Linked DNA regions of Triticum aestivum: region 2 is linked to region 1. The links are chromatin contacts, called in public Hi-C maps. All regions are on one chromosome and are shown on one strand. The core of a region is the stretch at or near the end of the contact, and the rest is flanking DNA. Distances in the headings are between cores, read along the strand shown. Region 1 has its middle 160 kb from the start of LOC123167690. Region 2 holds the start of LOC123167891 (serine/threonine-protein phosphatase 7 long form homolog).

Region 1 (4,984 bases), core at 2,425-4,924:
TGGTGGTGGGGCCCATAAACCAGCCCCTCCCCACCTTATCCACCACCGAGGACCCTACCGCTAGAGGCGCTGGCGGTAGGCTTCGGTACCCTACCGCCTCAGCCCCTGGCGGTAGGCCCTTTTCCACGTCAGCCCGCTCAGACGGCCGTCAGTCGCTGTCAAAGGGCCTACCGCCAGAGCTGATGGCGGTAAGACGTGCAAACCTACCGCCAACCCCCCTGGCGGTAGGCAAAAGGGTCAGATCCCGAAATATTTTCAAAGAGGGGTTAGATCTTGAATTTGTTTGCAAAAAGGGTCAAAACACGAAATTTTGCCTCCCCTGGAAGCCAGGGCAGACAGCTTCCTTCAGCTACAGCTCTCTCTCCTCTGAAAGTCAGAACCACTCAATTGCTGTATGATTTCGCTGGATTTGTTGCATGTTGTATGTTGTAATTCATTTTTATCTATTATTTATAGGTTTTTGCTTTCCTTCTGTGTATAGTTTTTTCTTTTCTTTCTCTTCTTTTTTTTGAATACATTACTCGTGTACCATTTATTTAAAAAATCAATAAAAATATGCAGCAGAGTGCTGCTGTTTTCCTAAAAAGAGCATGAGAGCACAGGGTTTCAGAGAAAGTGGGAGAGATAGATACTCTGAGAGTATCTACAGCCGGGCGCCCCAAACCGGCCTCAAACGCGCGGGCGGCTCGCGTGGTCATTGACCTATCATGATTTTTCGACCCAGGCGGGCCCCTCAAACGGGCCTCAAACGTCTGGGCTGACCGGCACCCCTCATATTCAGCGCAAATATGAGGCGGATATGGGGTGATCGGGCACGCGCGGGCATGCCCGCCACATTGGTCTGACGGCGGAGTCCCACGCGGAAACGCCAGGAAACCCGGTTGTCCGACGAATGCCGCGTTTGTCAAAGCGGTGAACGCCGCGTGGCGCCGCTCCGGCTCGCCGCGCAAGACCAAATCCGGCTATTTAAGCCGGCCGGCGTCCCGCAACCCTAACCCATCCACCTCCCCCACCCTCTTCGCGCCGTCAGTCTGAGCCCACCACCTCCTCACTCTCCCGCTCCGGCGCCCTGCCCACGGTTCGATGCTCTGCCCACGCTCCGGCACTCCGCCATGGTCCGGAGCAAGATCACCTACTACGCCATGCTGACGCCGGAGCGCCGCTATGAGATCCGGGCGAGGCAAGCCGCGGGCGCCGCCCGCATCGCTGCCGGGCTACCTCTGGACTCGCCGGAGCCGGAGGAGGAGGAGGAGGAGCAGCCGGGGGAAGAGGAGGAGGAGGAGATGGCTCCGATGGAGGTGGAGGAGGCAGAGCAGCAGAAGCCGGAGCTGCCAGGCTTCAACATGGAGCAGGCGGAGGCGGAGTTCGCCGTCGCCCAGTCGGAGGAGATGGCGGAGCAGCAGGCCATCCTGGAGTCCATCCAAAATGAGGTCTATGTGGAGGCCAACCGGGCGTTCGTCCGCCAGGAGCAGGCGGCGTCCTACGCGCTCTTCGCCGAACTCGACGCGGAGATAGGGATGGAGGAGGCCGGAGCGGTGCAGCCGGAGCCGCCGGAGCTGCACCTGCCGCCCATGTTGCCAGAGTCGGGCACGGAGATCGTCGACATCTCTAACGACGAGTAGCTAGGTGATCGACGTAGCATGTACGTTCATTTTAGTTTGCATGTCTTTGTATGGATTTGAGATCTAGTATAGATGTCCGGATGCAACTATTTAAATTTAAGACCATTGCCCGGTCACTACCCACGAATGCGTCCCGCAGGCGTTTGAGGGGCCGGATTTGCAAGTCCGACTCTAGATGCACTGTGCTCAGCAGGAGCCAGGAGGACAGGGAGATCTGTCCGTCGTCTTGGACGAATCCTTGTCAGTTTATTTTACTGGATCGCCATGCATGCAGCAGATATGCATATGGAGTGATGAGTCTGTGCTTGCAAGAGTAAGAGCATCTCCAGCCGTTGTGCCCCCCAGGAGGCGTTTTTTCGGCCTCCTGGGGAGGCACCGGCGGATTTTTTGCATCTGGGACAAGAAATTTTCCAGCCGCCCCCTCACCCGACCGACGAACACACTGCGCACGAGCCCACCGAGCTCGACCGCCGCCGCTCCGTCCTCGTGCCCCGCGTGCCCGGTGAGGAACCCGACGAGCGTGGACGCGGGCGTGACTCGTGGGGTGACCATGGAGAAGACGACGCCCACGCACGGCGGGGGGCGATGTTGCTTGCCGGTGAAGCCCGACAGCGGAGGCAACTTGAGGCCGGGGCAGCTTGCCGGTGACTCGCAAACCGGCAAAGGCGCGGACACACATGGATGGAGGCGAGGCCCTGCTCAGCCGACAGCGTGCGGGATGCACAGAGCCCGTGCTTGGGGGCGAAACCGACTGGGGCCGGACTTGGCGAAGGCTGCAGGGCGGCTTTGGAAGCAGGCGGCAGCAGCGGCGTCCGGCCGGCGCCGGCGAGGCTGCGGAAACGGCGACGGATTCCCGAGGCTGCGGAAACGGCGCCGGCGAGGTGTGCCGCGGGCGGCTCAAAACGGAGAGCAGGAGGCAGAGCTCGACGGGGGCGGATTTGGCTCGAGAGGACCCGGGACGGCGCCCAGCCGCGCTTCCCAACGGCGGCCTCGGCGCGCACCTAGACCTGGAGCGGGCCGTCGGCTCGGCATGCTCCCATCGGCCTCGGCGCGCCCCTGGACTGGAGCCGGCCCTGGTCCACGCCGAACACCACGCTCAGGTGCCCTGGTCCATGCCGGACACGCCGGACACCACGCTCCGGCGCCGACGCCTCGAAATCCGGCGTCGGTATGAACTCTTCGAGCACGAGTGGCGGCCTCGCCGCCGCGCCGCCATGGCTCCCCATCTGGCCATGCGCGCTCCGCTCCGCGAGCCCCTCCCCGCCCTGGCCATGCGTGCGCCCCCACGGCCGCGCGAGGCCCGCTCCGGCTGTGTGTGGTAGGTGGTGCCGTGGTGGAAGGAAGAGGAGAGGAGAGAGGAGAAAGAAAAGAGAGAAAGGAGAGGAGAGATGAGAGAGAGGGGAGAAAGAGGGGCTGGCAAGTGGGCCGTTGCATGCGAAAAAGAGATGCCGGCGTTCCCAGCTGCCTCCCGGGGGACTGGGTTTGGAATGGGCGTGCCGGCTGTAACTTTCGTCAAAACCGGCGCAAAACTGGTTCCTGGGGCCCCGAGTGGGTCGTTTTTTGCCCGCCGGCGTCTAAAAATGCACCTGGGGAGGCTTCTTCAGGGCCTGGCTGGAGATGCTCTAAGCAGCAGCACTCGCCGTCGTTTGCACCTGGTACAGAGCTACAGTCACGCTCTAATTACACGCGCTCTGGTTCGGTGTAGTACTCTTATCTGATAGTCATCAATAGTTATACTTGGTTTTATCCAGGCGTGTGGCTAGATCTCAGTCGACGTCTCAGCCAAGTCATATAGTATGTAAGAAGAAAAAGAAAAATTAAAATATTTTTTGTGTGCGAATCTTGATGCAAAATCAAAGGATGATAGCATTGATTGACACATAACGAAGTCTCAATCGATTGAGACTTAGCAAAATTGTTTATCTAGTTATAGAGGCATTTTATTCGCCGACATGCCAGTATGTTGATTTTTTCCCGATAATGCATGTCCGCTGCAATCAAATTATGTCGGCATCGCGCAACTGTTTGGCGGAGAGCGACGTTATTCGAAGCTGATACGCGACGGGGACTCCAGAGTGTACATTTGTGATTTGTGTATACATTAGATGCATCTGGGGCTTGCTTCTGACAAGTCACCGTCGTCGTCTTTTTCGTGATAACAGCTATCGATATTGTGATGCTGATCGATGGGAACTGGCCAGGATTTGTATTGATAATTAGTCAACATCCGTTCCGTGCACACCTGAACCATCTGCGTCTGGCCATATATATGTATATCAGGAACACATGGTTGGAGATGAAGAAAAAAGGGTAGCATACCTGAAAATCTACCTAACCTTTCTGTGCGCATGTCTGGCTTAATCTGCCCTACTAACTTGGTTCGTTGCCATGTTTCTTGCCAACATATCTTCACGACTTTTCGTGTATAATAAAGCCGCCAGCAATCCCGTGACAACAAGCTGGAGCCGGCACTGTTCAGAATTTATGCCCACTGAGCCGTTGCGAACAGCGGTTTCACCAGCTCGATCGGCATAAATCCCTACAGCTAGCTAGCTCCGGTCAAATCCGCCATGAAGGCCAGCAGCTAGCTCACCTCTGTACGTCGTCTCAAATCAAATCATATTTGATTCTCTCACAGGTGAGGTCAGGCGAGGCGAGGGCAGGTACGCGCGCGGCCCGCCGGTGATGAACATCAACAGCGGCGGCTCTGGCGGATTCTGGCCGCCGCTTAAATGCGGTGTCTTTCTATTTCTTCTTCGGAGCCTCGCGCGCTCTTTCCGGCGAATCATGTCGCTGGGTACCTATGGTTGATGCCACATGCGGGCGTCTGCCTGTCGTGATCCCTTTGCCGGTGATCGGTCGATCGGCCCATTTGCCTTTCCTGGTGCCGTTCGAAAAAATCGGGGACATGGTTTGCGTCGCCACTGAAAATAAAAATCTCGTCGTTCAGAAAAAACAGAGGGAAAGCACAGCTCATTTCATCTAAGCATACACGGTAAAACGAAATACAATGTTTTTTATTCACGTGAAAAAAAACTCCAACATTTACCCTAGAAACGACTTGGCGCCATTTTCCAGAGATTTTGTTTACTATTTGTTTCGAAAAGGAGATTAAACCCCGAGCCTTTGCACATCGGAAAGGAGAGTACAAAATAAAGACAACCTCGACTGCACCATTACAAAATGTGAAAGCAAAACCTACAATTAAGTCAAATTATTCCGCAACTACGCCTTCAAGTAGCAATTAACGTTCTCAATCCATTGTCATCGTGCCTGACTGGAGATGACCTGGACAAGGATTCTCATTCTAATGTCAACACCATCCAATGAAGGCCAGTGCAATAGCAAGTAGACAACATCTT
Region 2 (5,029 bases), core at 1,956-4,455, 380 kb after region 1:
GCGCTATGCACCACATTATAGCGCCTCAACTCGCGGCGCCACGAGGCAGCCAATGTGGCACGGTCTCTCGACCATAACGCCGCCAACAAGGGCGTTGTGCTTCATACCATAGCGCCACTGGCAAGGGCGTTGTGCTTCATACCACAGCGCCATGCGCAGAGGCGCTATGGTTCATACCATAGTTCCCATACAAGGGGCGCTATGCCCTGATTCAGACCATAGCACCACACGCATACTTAAGCTCTTTCATGATTCATGACCAGGCGCTATGCTTGGCAGGAAGTTGATAAGTTTACAAGAATTTCACAGTTACGAAAACTTCACAGCAAGTCTACAATTACGACAAGTTCACATCAAGTCCACAATTACAACAAGTTTACAAATAGAATCTAACTAAAGTGACAACTTCAATAGTTCACAAATACATCTACTTCTTCCCCCTCGCCTGCCTCACAACCTTCTTCGTCCCCGGCTCCACTCCGACCCTCTTCAACCTCCTTAGAACCTTCTTCGGTGCCGGTTCCTCCTCGTCCTCAAACTCGTTCTCGGACTCGACAACGGTCCTCTTTTGTTTCTTGTTCCATGCCTCCGGTGTATAACGGTTGAAGGTCTTCCTAGGCTTTAAGTTGAAGTGACGCCGCTCAATAGGCTGACTAGGCTGAGGTGCATCATCCATAAACCCCCTCAAGTTCATCTCGGCGGCCGCCTGAAAAATAAGGAATGTGTTTGAGTGGAATTGCATCCAGCAAGAAATTCAGCATTTTGTTTGAGTAAAGATAAATCATAAAGTAACATATAGCTTGTTTGTGGAACACAATTCACAAAATACGAATCATAGCATCAACTTTGAAACATGCAACAAGCAATGTTCAGTTCATAACTCCACATGGTAATTAGCAATACATGTGGACTCTAGAACTACACTTATACATATATACGGGTGCACACATGATGATGGGAACATTCGTCTATGCAATCACAGCATGATGAATATTTTATATGCAAGAATTAAAAAATATATGGTAACACAGATTTCATACCTCCTCTTCAGAAGAAGTGGACCTCGACTGGGTGGGCATGTCGGCCTTGACAGTACGGCAACCAAGAAGATGAGCTAAGGAACGTAACCGAGTAGCGCTACACTGTGACATTGCGAAATAAAGATTTTATTGGATTTGAACACAGAACATGTAAACAAAAAGCTCTCACGACATACCTTAACAAACTCTCTAAGGGCATTCTCAGAATCCCTACCCTGAGGTTGTGCGAGTGCTTGGCCGGCTTCACTAATCTGGCGTGAGATCTCAGTGCGCTATGAAAACAAACATGTCAACAAGAGAGCTCTAGTTATGTTGATACGTCGAAAGGGGCAAAACTTACAATAAAGTTGATCACAGGAGCGAATCCGGTTTGTCTGCCCTCTCTGATGAGCCTGTTATACTCAAGGTTGGCAGTCCCTTCAAAACCTGTGGGCGCCTCCAATATGCCCTCCTCATAAGCAGGCGGGCATAACTCCACACGGGACTCGCTAAGAAACCAACGAAGATATTTATCAAATGCAGCTTCATCGTACTCTTGGAGATGTACTTGTCGGTTATCATTAGCCACCCTCACGACGTAATTCCATTTCTTGATGAACTTGTCATGATATGACTCCCAGTTCTTGATCTTCTTCTGCTTCATTTTGTCCAAGCTTCATATTGACAATGACAAGTATTAGTAGCCTGAAATAGTATTACAATGCTAAAGACAGAAGATGCACTCTCACCCGTGAAGCGCGACACCCGTGTCCTTCCACTTCGGCGGTGTATCCTGAAATAACCCAAATTGGGTCATCACACGCTGTGGAAGGTGGAACTCGACTGCATATAAGCATATCAATGGGCACCGCATCAGCCAAAGATGTGATTCCTCCGTGCACTTCGGGTTCAACTGGAAATCAGGGATGAAAGCAAAATTGTCCCACGCTCCATATGGCTGCCATGTCACCTACAAAATAGAACAAGCAGGGAGCCAATAGAAAAAATTGGAGCTAATGATATGCATCTAATGTTAACATTTTTTTATGACAATAATATGCAACATTAAAAAAACTCAGACAAACTGGGAAATCTCAATATTAACATGACAATTATTACCTGCTCCGAGGTTAGCGTGTCAAACTCATTGGTGTACTCCCTGTACATCCTGTTTGGGTCACCAGTGAACTCTGAAACCTTGTCCCACTTGTACGCCCATGTAGGCTTCCGTAGCGGGTTGTCATGATCATCCCAGGTGTCGTAACCAATCACTCTCGGTCGTCCAACTGAGAAGTGTTCCCACATCCAAACCGAAAGTAGGACCAACGGACCACCAATACTAGCTTCATCTTTGCGCCTACAACACGCCTCATCCAACTGCACATAGAGGCACAAGCGGTATGATTAGAGAATGTCTGGAGGTGTAATATCATGAAAAAATATGTACAAGTGATTACCTGACGGTACAAGTAGGCCAGTGCCGCCGAACCCCAGCTCTGTTTACTATCCCAACCAGATAATGCCTTCAGCCACATCCACGGAGCGGTCCTGCCACCACCATCAGCAAACAGAGTCCTCGAGATCACATACCACAAGTATGCGTGTGCATATTGTTGCACCATCTCCTCACTAGCATCATCGGGGCATTGGCTAAAATGTTCTACAATCCAGACATAAGTCGCGCCGGCGGGGACTCTGTTTTTAGCAATGGAAAAAATAGCGTGCTACAAAAATAGCGTCGCCTCTGAAAATATGCTATTAGCGTACTATAGCGTGCTATTAGCGAGGTATTGTACATTAATTTATTTAGCGAGACAATTCTCTACATGCTATAGCGTGCTATTAGCGGCGTTATAGCGCGCTATTTTTTCAGTGGTTTTTAGTCGGGTCTTCCGGCACCGCAGGAAGCGCACCGATAAGCTCAAACATCCTAGCGCGCCAACCAGCAGCACCAGTGCTAAAACAAACAGGAACTCCCTCGATGGGAAGTGCCAGGATCATCGAAACATCCTGGAGAGTCACAGTCATCTCCCCAGTCCGGAGGTGAAAACTGTGAGTCTCCGGCCTCCAGCGGTCAACAAGCGCGGTGATCGCACAAGGGTTCATGCTTGGCGTCGACCGAGTGACAAGCTGGATGAACGGAAGGAGTCCCAGCCTCTCAATGTACTGTGTGTACCGCTCATCATATCTCATCTTATTGGATGAAGCCTCATGAGCCCTTAGGCGCAGGGGACAAAAGACCTACAAAAATACAAGTTAGAACAGTATAGATCCATGTAAACTAAGAATACAAACTAGAATAAATCAGTGACAAAATATTCAACTGTACTGACAGATTCATTTGAACACTTCAATTGGCAGTAACATCAATGTACTAACAAGTATGAACTAGCATTATCAATATGTATTACCTGTCTCTCATCCGGCATAAGCCGCCCACGGTGACCCTTATCATAATGCTCACTGAGAAGTGTCATCCTACTTATTTGAAAAAAAGAATCATAACTTTAATCATTCAGAACATACAAGGCAAAGGTGCATAATAAAATGCTGCCGATGTTAGCCAATTGTCGTAGTAGCACCAATTTGTGTCTTGAGAAACATCAAAGCTGCATTTAGCTAATTAGACTACTCTTTCAGCGGGTGTACTTAAATACACCGCTACTAGCTAATCAGATCATAGCTAATGCAGTCTTGCTAGGAATGTTAATCCTTGTTTTAATTTTCAAGAGCCGCCCAAAATGTGTAAGCTATGAATGTTAGTATAAACTGACACAGCAAGGAAGCCTTTGCTTCAATGTGCCTGATCAGCCAAGTTTGATTTTTGATTTAGATAGAACCATGGAGCCCCTAGGGTTTCACCTAAACATGCTTACTCAATACAATCACAATAATCCATACAAAACTGTAACATGATGATGAACTAGGGTTTCACCTAAACATGCAAAAATAGGGCCAATGTGATGGTTTTGTCGGATGAAATTGAGGGGATCGGAGGGGAATACCTTTAGGGATGGATGGGCGACGAAATCCACCAAAAAAGCTTAAGATCCAGCCGATTTTGAGTGAAGATTTGACAAGGGGAGAGAGGGGCGCCGCCGCCGCCGCCGCCGTCTCTGTTCGAGCGTGGCGTGGTGGGCCGGCTGCGGCTGCAAGGCAACGAGGCATAGCGCCGCAGACCCCGACGCTATTTGGGCCGTATTATAGCGCCTCCACGCCCGGCGTTATGATACGCAGCTCTGGGCCCGACGGTGCCACGCTGGCAGCGTCATGGCGCCATGAGACGAGGCGCTATAGTGTGGAGCATAACGCCGCCGTCGCAGGCGTGATGAAAAAGGTCAGATTCGTGAAATACTTTCAATGTGGGGTCAAATCCTGCTTAACTTTTCCAAAAAGTTCAAAACAGTGATTTTGTCCTAGCTGATGGCGAATCGAGCTAGACAACGACCCTGTTAGGCGCGCGCGAGTTGACAGCACGGAGCTAAGCCGTGTCACACGGATCATGCCGGATCGGTTCCCCCACAAAGCTGTGGATTGTTCAGGAGAACAGCCGATAGCTACACCGTTCCTCACTTCAGTTGGCAACAGAAGGCCATCAGAGAAGTCCTCGCCGTTTCAGACCCTTCCGTCAGGTGACCCGTCCGATCTGTGAAGTAGTGCTCGTGAAGGATCCGCTCGGCGGCTCGGCCCCAATGATTCGCCTCCTGTGAGCACTCCTGGTTCGCCAAATTGGCTCCGGCAGCAGCAACCCGTTGGAACAAATCAACACAACCCTAGCTAGATCTAAAGTAATAGCCTAGCCGTCTTATCCAACGACCTACTCTAACTTTAAGGTGCAGATTTGCTCCAAATAAACAGCTTAATAATGATGGTACGGGTAGATCCATGCATGTCTGCCTACCAGCGCCAGGCCGCATGTAACTTGAGATTGTGCCCATCTTTTCGGCAGGATACGGCCACCAACCAATTTGCATGCGTGTCAAGCAAAGCCTAGCTAGCTATAGGCACTA

What was found. A called contact is a pair of places that touch in the nucleus more often than the background predicts.
Region 2: a Hi-C map of leaf shows a contact between it and region 1, with 2.5 times the contacts expected there. The contact joins the promoter of LOC123167891 here to the enhancer-like site in region 1. A contact is called at or near these places in 3 of 5 Hi-C or Micro-C datasets (leaf and an unstated tissue).

What each region holds. Positions count from the first base shown.
Region 1 is chr7D:575,014,402-575,019,385 of IWGSC CS RefSeq v2.1, forward strand. No RefSeq gene overlaps it. Among protein-coding and RNA genes, the nearest start is that of LOC123167690, 160 kb to the left of the region's middle. Within about 2 kb of position 3,675, at least 2 of the 8 cell types and tissues checked have an H3K27ac peak or open chromatin away from gene starts, as enhancers often do. A contact at or near this core is called in leaf, where this site is marked.
Region 2 is chr7D:575,392,358-575,397,386 of IWGSC CS RefSeq v2.1, forward strand. LOC123167891 (serine/threonine-protein phosphatase 7 long form homolog) reads right to left here and starts at 3,206. Exons shown (of 6, transcript XM_044585755.1): 1 at 2,477-3,206; 2 at 2,139-2,396; 3 at 1,769-1,989; 4 at 1,381-1,693; 5 at 1,041-1,142; 6 at 284-706. The coding sequence starts at 2,641. The coding sequence ends at 428.